Linked DNA regions of Sus scrofa: region 1 is linked to region 2. The links are chromatin contacts, called in public Hi-C maps. All regions are on one chromosome and are shown on one strand. The core of a region is the stretch at or near the end of the contact, and the rest is flanking DNA. Distances in the headings are between cores, read along the strand shown.

Region 1 (6,466 bases), core at 2,991-5,490, 290 kb after region 2:
TGTGGGATCCAAGAGGAATCTGTGAACTACACCACAGCTCATGGCAACGCCAGAACCCCAACCCACTGAGAGAGGCCAGGGATCGAACAGCAACTCATGGTTCCTAGTTGGATTCATTTCCACGCCGCCACAACGGGAACTCCATTATTATTTTAGAAAAGAAACAATCACCACACTAGTGCTGATCCAAGTGATGCTCAAAACTGGGGTGATACCCCTCAAAATATTCTGCAGTGTGGTCAGAGCCTAGGCCTTTTCTCTGCAGTGTGCCCCTCCTCCACCCCAGTTCAAAGGAGGCAAAAGTTACAAGATCCCAGTTGAACAGATTTGGCACAAAAAATGTTCAGTGCCCTGTCCAAGGGCTGGTCACACATTCATCAATGGCACTTGGGGCTCCATGCTCCACGACGGGGTCTCCCAAGCCCATGCGAGGCATCAGCCAAGGCCAGGATCTGATTCCATAGAAAATAACGTACAAATCCGTCTCAAACAGCATGTTCTTTCACCACCTCTTTATGGCTTATTCCAACTGGGATCGGGAGTTCGTGCTGCAGCCAGGAGCAGTTTTGCCACCTTAAGAACTTTCTCAGGAGCTGAGTTCTAGGCCTGTGGACTGGATACAGGACAGGTTCAGGTGACCTGGGAAAGCTGTGCTGGGGCTGCCTGGGGACATGCTTGCAGAGATGGGGCATCCCCAGGGATGGGCCAGGGAGCAGCAGAGGGCAAGGCATGGAAGTAACAGCTGCCACGTCAGTCTGCTCTGGCCCTTTAAGCAAATACCAGGCTGTTTGAGGCCAGGGGAGAAATAAATATTGACAAAGGTGAGGAAAGGCACAAGGCCAGGAGGCTGAGCCACAGAGGGAGCCTGGTCTAGAAAGGGTCCCTGGAGAGCACTCCCAGGACCCCCAGGCCACTGAGCTCCCCTCCTCAGAGCCTTGGAGAGGGCCCCTGGCACATGCCCTTGATGCCTTTCAGCTGATCCTCCTGGGGAACTTCAGGGTGGTGGCCAGGGCAGTGAGCTGCGTCAGGGCTCAGCGGGCTGTGTTTGGCAAGGGCGTAGCCCAAAGACACTGCCTGTGACCTCTGATGAGCTCGGGCCTGGAAGGTCCTGGGTAAACATGGGTACTGCTTCGGCAGTCTGCTTCATGGATCCCAGTGTCCAAAGGGCCTGCTGGACTCCCAGGGGGTGTGGGGGAACTTCTCAAAGTAAAGGCACAGGGCCTTCATCAGAAAGGCACAGCCCTGTGCCCCACCCAGCCAACATGCACCCCTCCATTCGCTCAGGGACAAAGCCAGGGACTGTGCGTTTTTAGCACCGTCCCTGTTGATTCTGATGCCTGTTCAAGTGTGAAGCTGGTTAGACCCATTTAACAGAAGAGTAAGCTGAGTCGCAGAGCAGGAAGAGGTAGGACACAGCTTTGGTTACAAGAGAATTGAGAGGTAGAGAGGGAGAGTCCTTGGCATCCACTCACCTCTCCCAGCCTCCCAGGGGGAGCCGTAAGTCAGCTGCTCTCCGCTTTGGGAAGGCCTTTCTTCCCTCCAACCAGATTGTCCAGACAACCCCTCTGGGCCATGGGGTCTCCATCCCTTCCTACAGGAAGCCTTCCTTGAACCCCTGCTCCAGTCCCAGGAAGGAACCCCTGCCCTCCTAAGACTCCAGCCCCTGCCGCCCCCCGCCGCCCCCCCCCCCGCCACTGCAGTGTGACTAACCACTGACCCCTGGAGGTCCCATAGCAGCAAGGACAGTGCTGGAGTGACACCATCAGGGATCTCTCTCTCTGCAATGCCACATGGACCCCACCCTCACCCGGTGGCTCCTACAGGCCAGCAGCTAGTCCTCAAAGTCCCAGCACTGCCCCTCATCGGCCAACCAGAGTCAGGGGAGAAGGCTCTCCAGGACAGACCTCAGTGCTCCAGCCTCGCCTGCGAGCAGAGACTGCGGGCAGCTCCAGCAGAACGGCAGGGCTGGGAACAAAGGAGAGGCACCATGGGGGGTCTTCCCGGAGGAGGCAGCTGGGTAGGCAGAGCCCAGAACATGCCCACCTCCCCTTGAGGGCTGTGCTGACAAGATATCTTCATAATCCAGCCCAAGCCCATATCCCTGTCTCCTGTCATCACACTCGGTTGGTTCTGCCTTCCGGGGCCCCGAGCACCACCTTCCCCCATCAACCATCCCAGGATCCGCTCCCCTCACACCGTCTCCCCCTGGCCCAGCACTCCCACTTCCTCTGCCTAGAATTCCAGATACCTTCCTTGTCCAGTAGATGCCTCCCACAGCCCCAGCCCTCAGGACACTGACTTCAGCATCATTTAATACAAAGCTAACAGCAGGGCCCTTAAACCTTGGTGGGGCAGGGGCACACCCTCTACAGGGAAAGCTTCAGAGACTAAGGGAGAGGGGCAAAGGCGGGGGGCCCCTTAGGGCAACTGCCACCTGCACCTCAACCTCTCTCCACGTCCCCCAACCCTAGGCACCTCAGGGGATCAGGGTAATTTAGGAGGAAAACTTGACTTGGAGTTCATAGGTGAGTGCTCACATTTGCCGTGGTCCAGGATCTTCCAGAGTGGACTTGGGCACAATGTTGTATCTGGCAGGTGGCCCGGGAAGCCCAGGAGGGGGTATGGAGGTGAGCCAGGTCTGAGACTGTGGACCCACCTCCAACCCTTCCTACAGAGGGGAGAGGACCCTCCAGCTCCTGCCCCTCTCCCATGCCCCAGGACATAGGGCCAGCCTGTATGTGCAGGAAGAGTGTCAGGTGACCTTGGTGGCCAGGTTTAACCCAGGATACCTGCAGTGCCCTGGGGGAGAGAGGTCACAGAGTAGCTCCCCAAGGCTGTGTCAGCAGAGGAGATGGGCAGGTGGAGGACTCCTATGGTTGACCCTCCACCTTCAGGCTGGGCACTGGACTTTCTGGGTCCACCTGGCTAAGGGGCTATGCCTGCAAAGGCAGCTGTATGAGAGCAGTGTCCACAGAGGGCAGTTCCACAATCCAGGGAGCAGGGTCAAGCCCTCTGCGGGAGCAGACTGCCCAGCCATAGAAATCCACAGCCTGTGACCTCCAGCTGCCCTGTGAACACTTGAGATATGGACTCTGGCAGAGATGGAATTCCTAGAATAAGCCCCGCAAGTAAATGGCTCCAAAGCAGAGGAGCAAACAGCCCTGACTGGGAGTCTGACGAGTGCATGGCCCTCAGTCAGGAACCAATAATAGGACATCACTTTTATTCGCACTGACTATATACGGGCTTCTTTCTAAAGGCTTTGGTGGACCACCTCCCTTGGTCCTCACAGCCCCTTGAACTAGTCTGAGAGGTTATCCTCGTCCTAAAGGAGACTGATATTCCAAATGCCTCTTGGATGCACAGAGGGGGCCAAAAAGTTACCTGTCTGGACCCTCCTGTTGTGTTCAGAGCAAACCTCCTCCCCCAGTGCAAATGTGTGAGCTGCAGGAGGGAGGCAGAAACCAACACCCGCAAGGACTGAATGTCTGGAAAACATGACTAAGTTCCCACCCACAGGAGACACAGTCCAGGAGGAGAAACAAGACCTGGAGGAAAACAAGCAAGAAAAATTAAACCCCAACACCAGGCAGTGACTCGAGAGAGGCTGCCACCAGAGCATCTAGCTGGGGCCCCAGATGTCCTGCTCCTGCTCTATTACCAGTTCTGTGAAGTTTCTAAAAAGTGTCTGAAAAAGTACTTAGAATGGGACCTGGTGGATGGAAGGGGCTATTGCTTCCTACTCTATTTGCCAACAGGTTTTCCACCCCTTGCAGGGCTCTGCAAACAATTGTGCCCCTCCCGCCCCCAAACAGGAAAGCAGCCCCTTTCATCAAGGCTGGGAGGGGCCTCCTACTGGAAACAGGACCCCCAGGTCTTGGGAAACTGCTGAGAAGACAATAAAATTAGAGGGAAGGGCAGTGAGCAAATTACAGAGCGGGAATGGGCGGGGCCAGAAGCCTCTCATTAGCCTGGTTCTCTGTGGTCAAAGCACAGGCCCTGGGGGAGGGATTACCTACCTCCTGGGGGACAGAGGGCCCCTCCAAAGCTCAGGGGGCTCCAGCTCCAGCCTCAACCTTCTGGGAAGACCCTGTCCCCTCCTGGCTGAGCCTGAGCCTGATTTTCCTCATCTGTAAAATGGGGCTGATGAGACCCCTGGCTCACAGGCAATGACCAGGATTCATCCAAACAGTACTTCTAACCCTGGGTGATATTGTGAAATACCAACATTTGGGCTATAGCCCAGTAACAGCAGGTTGAAGCTAGGTCATGCCTGGAAAACGGCTAATTTGGTTCATGGCACCCACACTGAGATGGCTGTTTTGGGGGTCACTCTCCTAGAACATGAAGCTATTTGATGACAATGACTGACAGAGTGTTGACTAAAGACAGAAAGAGGCTTGTGAAGATTTGTTAGAGAGTTAAAGCGGAAAATCACGGGGTTCCTGTCGTGGCTCAGTGGTTAATGAATCCAACTAGGAACCATGAGGTTGCGGGTTTGATCGCTGACCTTGCTCAGTGGGTTAACGATCCGGTGTTGCCATGACCTGTGGTGTAGGTCGCAGACTCAGCTCAGATCCCGAGTTGCTGTGGCTCTGGTGTAGAGTGGTGGCTACAACTCCGATTAGACCCCTAGCCTGGGAACCTCCATATGCCATGGGAGCAGCCCTAGAAAAGGCAAAAAGACCAAAAAAAGGTGGGGGGGGAGTAGATCAGGAATTAAATTGGGTGGCAAGGGAGGGAGTGAAATCTCACCTCACTGAAAGGCGAGATTTGAGCAAAGATTGGAAACAGGTGAGGGGAAGAGCCAATGGCATGAAGGACATTCCAAGACAGGGAGCAAAGGGGCTGAGGCAGAAGTGAGCTTGGGGTCCTGAGGGGCTCCAGCTCCTACTGAGTTACAAACCACCATCTTATGTGCTCTGGAATTCTGTGGGTCAAGGACTTCAGGTCTACAGGGAATGGCTCCTGTGACTTAACACTTGGGGCTTCAGCTGGGGGACCATGACTGTCTTGGGGTGACAATGACTGGACCTGGCACTCTCTCTAGATTGTGCTGTCCAATACAGCAGTCACCAGGGGTGGGTGGCTATTTAATTAAAACCTTTGAAAACTGAAAATTCTATTTCCTCAGTTGCACTAGCCACATTCCAGACTTAGCAAATAAAAATGCAGTAAATTTGGATATCAGAAAAACAATTGTTTTGTTAAAAGCACATCCCAAAGATTGCATAAGACATATACTAGTTAATTTCAGATTCATATTTGACAGGGGCTTCTGCTGTTTCTTTTAAACCCTAGCAGACACATGACTATTGGCCACTGTACTGGACAGAACATTTCCATCACAAAGTTCTACGGGTTACTGCTGCTCTGGAGATTTCTTCATTCACTTGTCTGGTTCCTGGGCTGGGGTGACTTGGAGGTGGGGCTTAGCTGGGACCCTGGACCTCTGCTATACCTGGCTTGTCTTCTCCCAGCATGGCAGCTGGAGAGAGAGACTCGAGATGGGAGGAAACAGAAAGAAAGGGTTTGAAAGAAAACAGAAAGAAAGGGTTCCTCTGATCTATACTGGAAACCCGCCCCCCACCCCTTGTCACTCTGCCCCATTCTACAGATTAGAAATGTGTCACTCAAGCCAGCCCAGGTTCAAGGGGGAGGAGAGTCCCAGGCTGAGCAGTCACGTTACAGAAGCACGCATGGGATATGGGTACATTGGGAAAATAAAACCTCGAAGTGGGTGGGGGCTTGCAGTTGCTAGAGACTTGGGCCTTTATGTTGCATAAGATGGATCACAGAAAAAGAATGTGTGTGTGTGTGTGTGTACACGACTATATGACTGGCTCACTTTGCTGCTCAGCAGAAATTGACAGAACATTGTCAATCAACTGTAAAAAAGTAATAAAAAATCTTTTTAAAAAATGGCACCATTGAAGAATTTTTTTGTAGATTAAAAAAAAAAAATCAGCATATGAGACTTAGATTTTAAAACGAGCCAAGGGAAGGAGTGAAAGCTTGTCCAAGGCAGGGCCAGGGTGCACTGAGGCAGCCAGTGCTGGTGATGCAAAGGATCCCTGTCCAGCCTGGCCTCTGCCCACCTCCTCACAGCAAGACCCTCATGACAGCACCTCACACTGGCCTGTCTCCAGTGAGACAAGCGATTTGCAGCCAGTGTAATCAGCAGGGGGGCAGGAGCCCTGCAGACACAAAGACTTTTGTATAGAAAAACATTCATGGGAACCCCATAGGCTTCACAGCAGGCGTTTTCCTCTCAAATGCCCAGACTGGAGATTTCCTGTCTTCTAGGTCGTCCTAGGGCAGCTAGCAGCTTCCTGAGCAGATTCCTGGAAGAACAGGCTCTACTCATGGCTGACTACAGACACTCCACTGACTGCCTCTCCCCTGGCCCCTGGACATCCTCTTCCTTTGTTCTTCCTCCTGCCACTTTTTCTGCCCCCCCGCCCCA
Region 2 (6,581 bases), core at 1,911-4,410:
ACAACAGGTAACAGCACTAATATGCTAACTACAGTAAGATTAAATCAGGCCAGATTCTACCAGACGTGGATACTGCCTCCAAAACTGTGTGCACTTAGAACCAGCGCTGAGCTTGCAAAGCACTATTTCAAGCACGTAGTTGAAACACAGCAAACAGCTCCTGCACTTGAAGTGAGCTGCTTGCTCACTAGTCAGAAGGCTGTACAGAGAGTGACCTTGCATCTTGGAAATCAGAACATGTACTGTCTTGTACCAACTAATTAGAGTACAAATTAGGGCTCCGTTGTAATATGCTTTATTAGTGGAAATGGTAAGATGGTATATCAACAAGCTGGGTACCTATGCTATCTTTAATTTATCTCCTTTGGAACTGTGTTGCTTCTGGTACAGTAAGGTGTAGAAGAACATTCTGTTTACTCTGGGGCCTGGGAGAACCTCTTTACCTTCCTAGAGCAGTTTGCCGACTGTATGTGATACGGGGACCAGCTATGACGGCAGCATCCACAGGAAGCCACTGCCTGATGACACTTGGAAGTGATTGTCTTTAACATCACAGGCATAACACTCTGAACAGTATAGAGATGCACCAACAGTTGAATTTAGAAGTAGCAGTACTGGCTTTACGTAATAAAGGAAGCATTTTAACTTATCTCTTGTGTAATTATTCATGCGTGAATTGGGGATAAAGGGTTTTGCTTTCTGTGTATGGGGGTAGGTATGGAGATTTGGGTATTTCAGACAGAGTTAAGGTCACAGCTCCCTCCTCTGATTGCATGAAAAAGTTGGTGTAAAAGTTGGGAATTTGTCTCTTAAACATTAATGTTTCTTTTCTCTTAATGTTTCTCTTAAACATTAAGAGTTTATCCAAATGTCAGACCTCTTTTTTTTTTTTTTTTTTTTTTTTTTTTTTTTTTTTTGCCTCCTCTCTAATTTATTTGGGAGGCAGAAAAATATTATGGTTTGATCAAATTACTTTCAAAATTATCTTGAAAATAGTGCTGGCTACCAGTTTACCCATAAGCTACTGGTCATTCTTTCATCCTGAATTTATTTTCTCTACTGCAATGGAATGCTTTTAGTGAATGTGTTAACAGGCCCTGGGGAGGCATTGAGGGCCCAAGACTGCCCTTAAGAAACAGTCTGTAGATAGAGCCAGGAATTGTAGAAGAAGAAAGTCTTTTCTGTGGTTTCAGCTTGTGACATGTGACACCACTTGTATAACCACCGCTCCATGTGCAGGTATGGAGGGTGGGGAGGAAGGTGGGCTATGGGGAGGCTTGTGAACAGTGCACAGGGGTGTGATGTAAGATCAGCTGCTCCCAGCACTCCACTCGACTCCAGAAGTTGGGAAATGCTAACAGTTACTTATATCTCTATCTAGGGGCACTTTTGAGAGAGTCTTTTTGGATTCCTGAGGTTAGGGCCCAAGGATTCTGCTGACAGACTCCAGGTAAATCTGATGCAAAATTACAGAGTTTTTGTAATGGCTCAGCGGGTTAAGAACCTGATTAGTATTCACGAGGATCCTCGCCCAGTTGGTTAAGGATCTGGCGTTGCTGCAAGGTGTGGCATAGGTCGCACGTGTAGCTTGGATCCTGCATTGCTGTGGCTGTGGTGTAGGCTAGGGCTGCAGCTCCAATTCACCCCCTCGCCTGGGAACTTCCATATGCTCTAGGTTTGGCCCTTAAAAAGTTTTGAACTGGAGTTCCCGTCGTGGCACAGTGGTTAACGAATCTGACTGGGAAACATGAGGTTGCGGGTTAGGTCCCTGCCCTTGCTCAGTGGGTTGACGATCTGGCGTTTCCGTGAGCTGTGGTGTAGGTTGCAGACGTGGCTCGGATCCCGAGTTACTGTGGCTCTGGCGTAGGCCAGTGGCTACAGCTCCGATTGGACCCCTAGCCTGGGAACCTCCATGTGCCGCGGGAGCGGCCCAAATAAATAGCAAAAAGACCCCCCCAAAAAAAAAGTTTTGACCTTTTAGCTTGACATTAGTGAGGAATAAAAATACAAGTACACTCTGCTTTCAGCACATTTACACCTTTCACTAGTGTTAACACATTGCAAAAGTGTGTTTGTGGAAAGCTGACTTAAGGTTCATGTAATGATTACTCTTGCGTTCTGAGGAAAAAGCAAACAAAGCCAATGCTAACAAGTTCAGAGCTTGACTACAAAGTTTGTTATTTCAGAAAATATTAATCGCTGAGCAAACAGTGAACATAGTGACTCCAATAGTAAGACCAGGCTTAGTTGGGTGGTTTCCTTTTTCAGAACTCCTCAGTGCTGGCGGGTCCATGCTGGAAGTGTAGCTTCTGTTTCTTCACCAGTTCATGCCTTTTGCACTGACAGACGGATATGCCCAAGGACACAGCACTTGTCATGGTTTAAGGCATTTGTGACATGGGGGAACAGTCTCCAGTCCCAGCCAGGGGAGAAGGGTCACTGCATAGTGGCTGGCAGGGCCTGGGAGGGAGCCTGTAGCCAGCCCAGAGAGGTAAAGTAACTTGCTTAGGGACAGCACAGCTGGATAGTTCAGGTCTCCTTTTCTGGTCCTAAGCTATTTTCATCATGTCCCTGGCAAGTTCTTCATTTCTAACATCTGGAATTGAGTCATTTTGTTTGATTTGGGGAGGGGAGGGAATCGTTCTTTTGGGCTTTGAGTCCTATTAGACCTTCCCCTCTGAGGAAGCTCTTGGGAAGGAGGCATTTGCGGAGTGTCTTGTGTTTTTGCTGCCTACAGGCCAGGCATCCCAGTGGCGTTTGTGCATTTTATTGACCATCATTCAGAGATGACCAGAGGAAGCTAGTCCAAAAAGCTGGCGCCAGCACCGTGGGCCCCATTGATGAGCCCCATGACCCTGCAGCCTCAGGTCAGCCCCTGGAGCCTCTGCAGGGAGGGGTTTACACTAGATGTTTTCAGAAGACTCCCAGCGCTGCCCTGGGTCTGGTTGCAGTCCGGCCTGGGCGGTTGGTCCCCAGGGACTGCAGAGGGAGTTCTGTGCCATATGCAGGACTAGGACCTGTGAATGGCCAGACTGGCAGGCCAGGCTCCTGGGGAACACCAGGGGGCCCCCTCAGCCTCTTGCGCAGGGTCTGTTAAGGGTGACTCCCTCCCCTCCTTGATCTCTCCCCCTCCCCCAGTCTGAGGCTGGAACTCAGCCAGCAGGCTCCTGGCATGCTCACGCTCCCCCTGCTGGCACGGAGCGGCCACTGCTGGGTCTCAGGACAGCTGAGGCGGTGCTGGTGGGGAATGGATGGAGGAAGGGCTTCACCTGGAGCTGCAGGAGCCCCAGGTTCACCCTGCCCAGTGGCCTCCTGTCTTCCTTCCTGTGCTTTTTTCTCCCCAGGTGTCCCCCTTTCCTGTGCCTTCAGGGGGGGCATCTGCCCAGCATAAGGGTTCTCTGTCCTGCAGCCACTGGGGCAGGGGAGCTTCCTGGAAATGCTGGTGCCACTGATGGCGGTCCTGGCTCAGGAACAAGGCTAGCCTGTTTCCCACCAGGGATGACTCCAAGCCCCTGACCTTACGTGAAGCTCCCCGTGAGCGGGAGGATGAGCTGTGTGTCCCTACCCGACACACAGGGCACACGGGAGTGTGGTGTGAGGGGCCATGGTGCATGGCTGCCACACACTTGAAACCCCTTTCCCTCCAGCGGACGCCCAGGCCTCCCGATGCTGGGTCAGCATTAAAGGCAGGCTTGAAGCCTGCTGTGCCTTTTGCCAGGTGAGCTCTCCCTTCTGTGGGGATTCCTTTGCAGGATGAGGAGAAACTCCCCTCCCATGGGGACTGGAAGATGTCACATGAGAACCAAGCATGGGGCTGGGCATGTGGTGGGTGTCAGCAGTTATGGGTCATTTCCATAACTTCTGACACCATAACTTATATAACTTCTGACACTTTACTTTCCATCTGTCAGAAACCGTGGCCTAGAGCCCACGTCCTGCAGGCTCCTTGACCAGAGAATCTAGAACAGTTACAAGTTTCTCCCCTTGCTTAAAAACCTCAGTGGCCCCTGCAGCTTGCCCCCTTTGCCTTCATAACCTGGCTCCACGAAGTCTTCCTGCCTTACCCCCCGAGCCCCTGGCAGCTCTTTACCTCTGCACCTCTGTTCCCTGGGCCTGGATCCCTTCTCCCCGCCTGACAAACATCTGCTTAGCTCCAGCTTATGCTCATATCTCTGAGGAGACTTCCCAGAATTTCCAGCGCCCTGATCCCAACAGTCACAACACACAAGAGTCACAACGGCAGACAGGTGGTCCCTGAAAGCCAGGACCAGGTCTTGGTCATGCAGACTGAGGTCAGCACTGCCCGGCCCCAGGCAGCGGCTGGCATGTGGAGCCGCTGGTGGCTACAGGACACACTGCACCATGATGCTTCACTTTTGCGACAACCACCCCAGAGAGGCGTCAAACCCACATTCGACAGCCCCAGGCAGGTGGTGAGACCTCAGTTCTCAGGCACCCTCCCGTGGGCACCCCCACCCTTGTATCTGGCTACACTTGCTGTCAGGGCCTTGGTCCCCCCAGCCAAAGTTCAGCCCCTTCAGCGCCTGTCTCCCAAGATTCTGAGTCTTGGGACTGAGCTGAAAGTAGGATTGGCTGTGCCGCCAAGACCCGTGACTGCTACAAGCTCCTGTGACCCCACCTCTAAATCCATTTGTTTGAGCTTCAGGTTCCCTACAAAGCCCTCCCCCCCCCAACACATCATAACCAAAGATTCTCTGGGGTCACAGGAAGTTAAGGTGGCAGCCCTCCTGCATTGTGGACGTCTGCCAGGGTTGCAGCCAGAAGGACGGAACTCCTGGTTCATGCCCAGAACTCACCTCACAGCCTAGGGCACCCCACAGCCTCTCTAGGTAATCTCAGCTCTTGGGGGGTGGGGACTGTGGTCACTGCATGAAGTCATCTAGCATCACAGGTCCCACTCCCTCATCCTGCCCTGTGGGCATGGGGACCTGGGTGACATGACAGGAAAGGCACCGGGGACCAGGAGCCATACTTGTTGGCTCCCCTGGTTCCTCGACCCGGCTCAGCACCAGCTGCGGGAACCCCCACAGAAGACCAGGCAAGACCGAAGCGCCAGGCGACACATGGGTTTTAATGGCATTAACATCTGGGAGGTCACACTTCAGTTCTGGTGGTAACTTCTTCCAGGGGTGAAGGCTGCTGTCTCGCTGGGCTGTGACCCTCCAGTCTGCTCCGCAGCCTCTGAGACTCACCTCCTGGACTGCCCACCACCTGACCCCCAACCCCATGAGCGACAAAACAATTGCACTGATTGACACAGAGATACCCAGAGGTCCCGGCCTCCCCAGCACACTGCCCAGGTCTGTCACACAGCTGATGAGGGCTTTGGCGTCTGCTGGCCGGTGATCCCGGGCTGGTCCTGGGGAATAGTGTTTATCCAGCGTGACAAAGGTTCTCTTACAAACTGGGGTCTGGAAGATCTATTTCTGATGCTAAGAGACTGTCGTCTCTAATGGCTTCTCAGAGCTACCGAAGTTGGGCCCGGATATCGCTGTGTTGGTCGGTTTATTTATTTGTAAGGAATGTGTAAGGCATTTTGGTAAGTTGAACAGTAACTTCTTTTTCTGCAGGAGACTCAGACAGACGTGCCCTCCTTTGAGCTGCTGCCATCCTCCTGTGAACAGAGGAGGAGAGAGGGAGAGGCTGGGGCCAAGGGGACCATTCACCTCACCGGAGGGACCTCCCGTCCCTGCAAAGTAACACCCTGAAGCCACTAATGCCTTCAGAGCCCAGCCCGACATGCCAGGAGCTGAGGATGCAGAGGGCTGAGAGGGCCCCTCGTCTGGGCCGAAGGCAGTGGCACTAAGGGCAGCACAGGGTGCAGGTAAGGATGAGGCCCTGGGCCTGTGTCCCACCGAGGGGGCTGTCGGGCTGCCTCTGTCCCCCGCCCACCCCCACCCCCACTGAGGGCAGGCTGGCGGCACTCACTGATTTGTCCAGCTGCTCCTGCAGCTTTTTCACTGTGTCTTTCTCCTTTGCCAGCTGCTCCTGGGTTGTCTTCAAAAGCTCCTGTAGTTTGGTGGCAGCACGTCCCAGGTCACTGGTTAACTTCTTCTCCTTTTCTAGTCTCTCCTGGCGGTCAGAGGGTTAAGGGGATTAACCTTCATGTGACAGGTGGCAGGAAGGCCGCCTAGCTGTGCCCATCCATGGGGACAGACGCTGGGGGCCCAAGGGTGTGGGGATGGGCCTCTGCTGCCTCCAGTGCTGCCAGCAGCACTTCCTGTGGTGCCAGGGCTGCTCTATGCAGCAGCCACTGGGGACAGGGTGCCCTGGGGCCAGGGTGACAGAGGAACCTCAGTTCTACTTAATTTAGTCACAGAGACTAGTGGCCGCCTTATATGGTACTGGAGATTTAGGGGGTTTCCCCACCCCCAACCACATTAGCCTGGACCCTGCCCGAGGGGCCTCGGTGGTTCCCACCCCAGTCCCACCCGAGGGCCCCCTTTTACCTTCAGCTGCATGGCCTCCTCTGCTTCTGACCCAAGGGTACTGGTGCAACGAAGCTTCTCCAGCTCCCCCTGCAGCCGACAGGCCGCGTCCTGAGCCTGGGGGCAGGGGAA

What was found. Hi-C and Micro-C count contacts between places; a contact is called where the count stands out from the background.
Region 1: a contact with region 2 is called in a Hi-C map of liver, with 4 times the contacts expected there. The contact joins two enhancer-like sites. A contact is called at or near these places in 3 of 47 Hi-C or Micro-C datasets (all in liver) and 1 of 2 datasets of contacts at active chromatin or transcription factors (skeletal muscle).

What each region holds. Positions count from the first base shown.
Region 1 is chr17:26,343,586-26,350,051 of Sscrofa11.1, forward strand. No RefSeq gene overlaps it. Among named protein-coding and RNA genes, the nearest start is that of MGME1, 35 kb to the right of the region's middle. Within about 2 kb of position 4,241, at least 8 of the 83 cell types and tissues checked have an H3K27ac peak or open chromatin away from gene starts, as enhancers often do. A contact at or near this core is called in liver, where this site is marked.
Region 2 is chr17:26,049,706-26,056,286 of Sscrofa11.1, forward strand. DSTN (destrin, actin depolymerizing factor) reads left to right here. Exons shown (of 4, transcript NM_001004031.1): 4 at 1-648. RRBP1 (ribosome-binding protein 1) reads right to left here. Exons shown (of 24, transcript XM_021078037.1): 22 at 6,471-6,566; 23 at 5,950-6,093; 24 at 5,072-5,635. The coding sequence ends at 5,597. Among named protein-coding and RNA genes, the nearest start is that of DSTN, 54 kb to the left of the region's middle. Within about 2 kb of position 3,161, at least 26 of the 83 cell types and tissues checked have an H3K27ac peak or open chromatin away from gene starts, as enhancers often do. A contact at or near this core is called in liver, where this site is marked.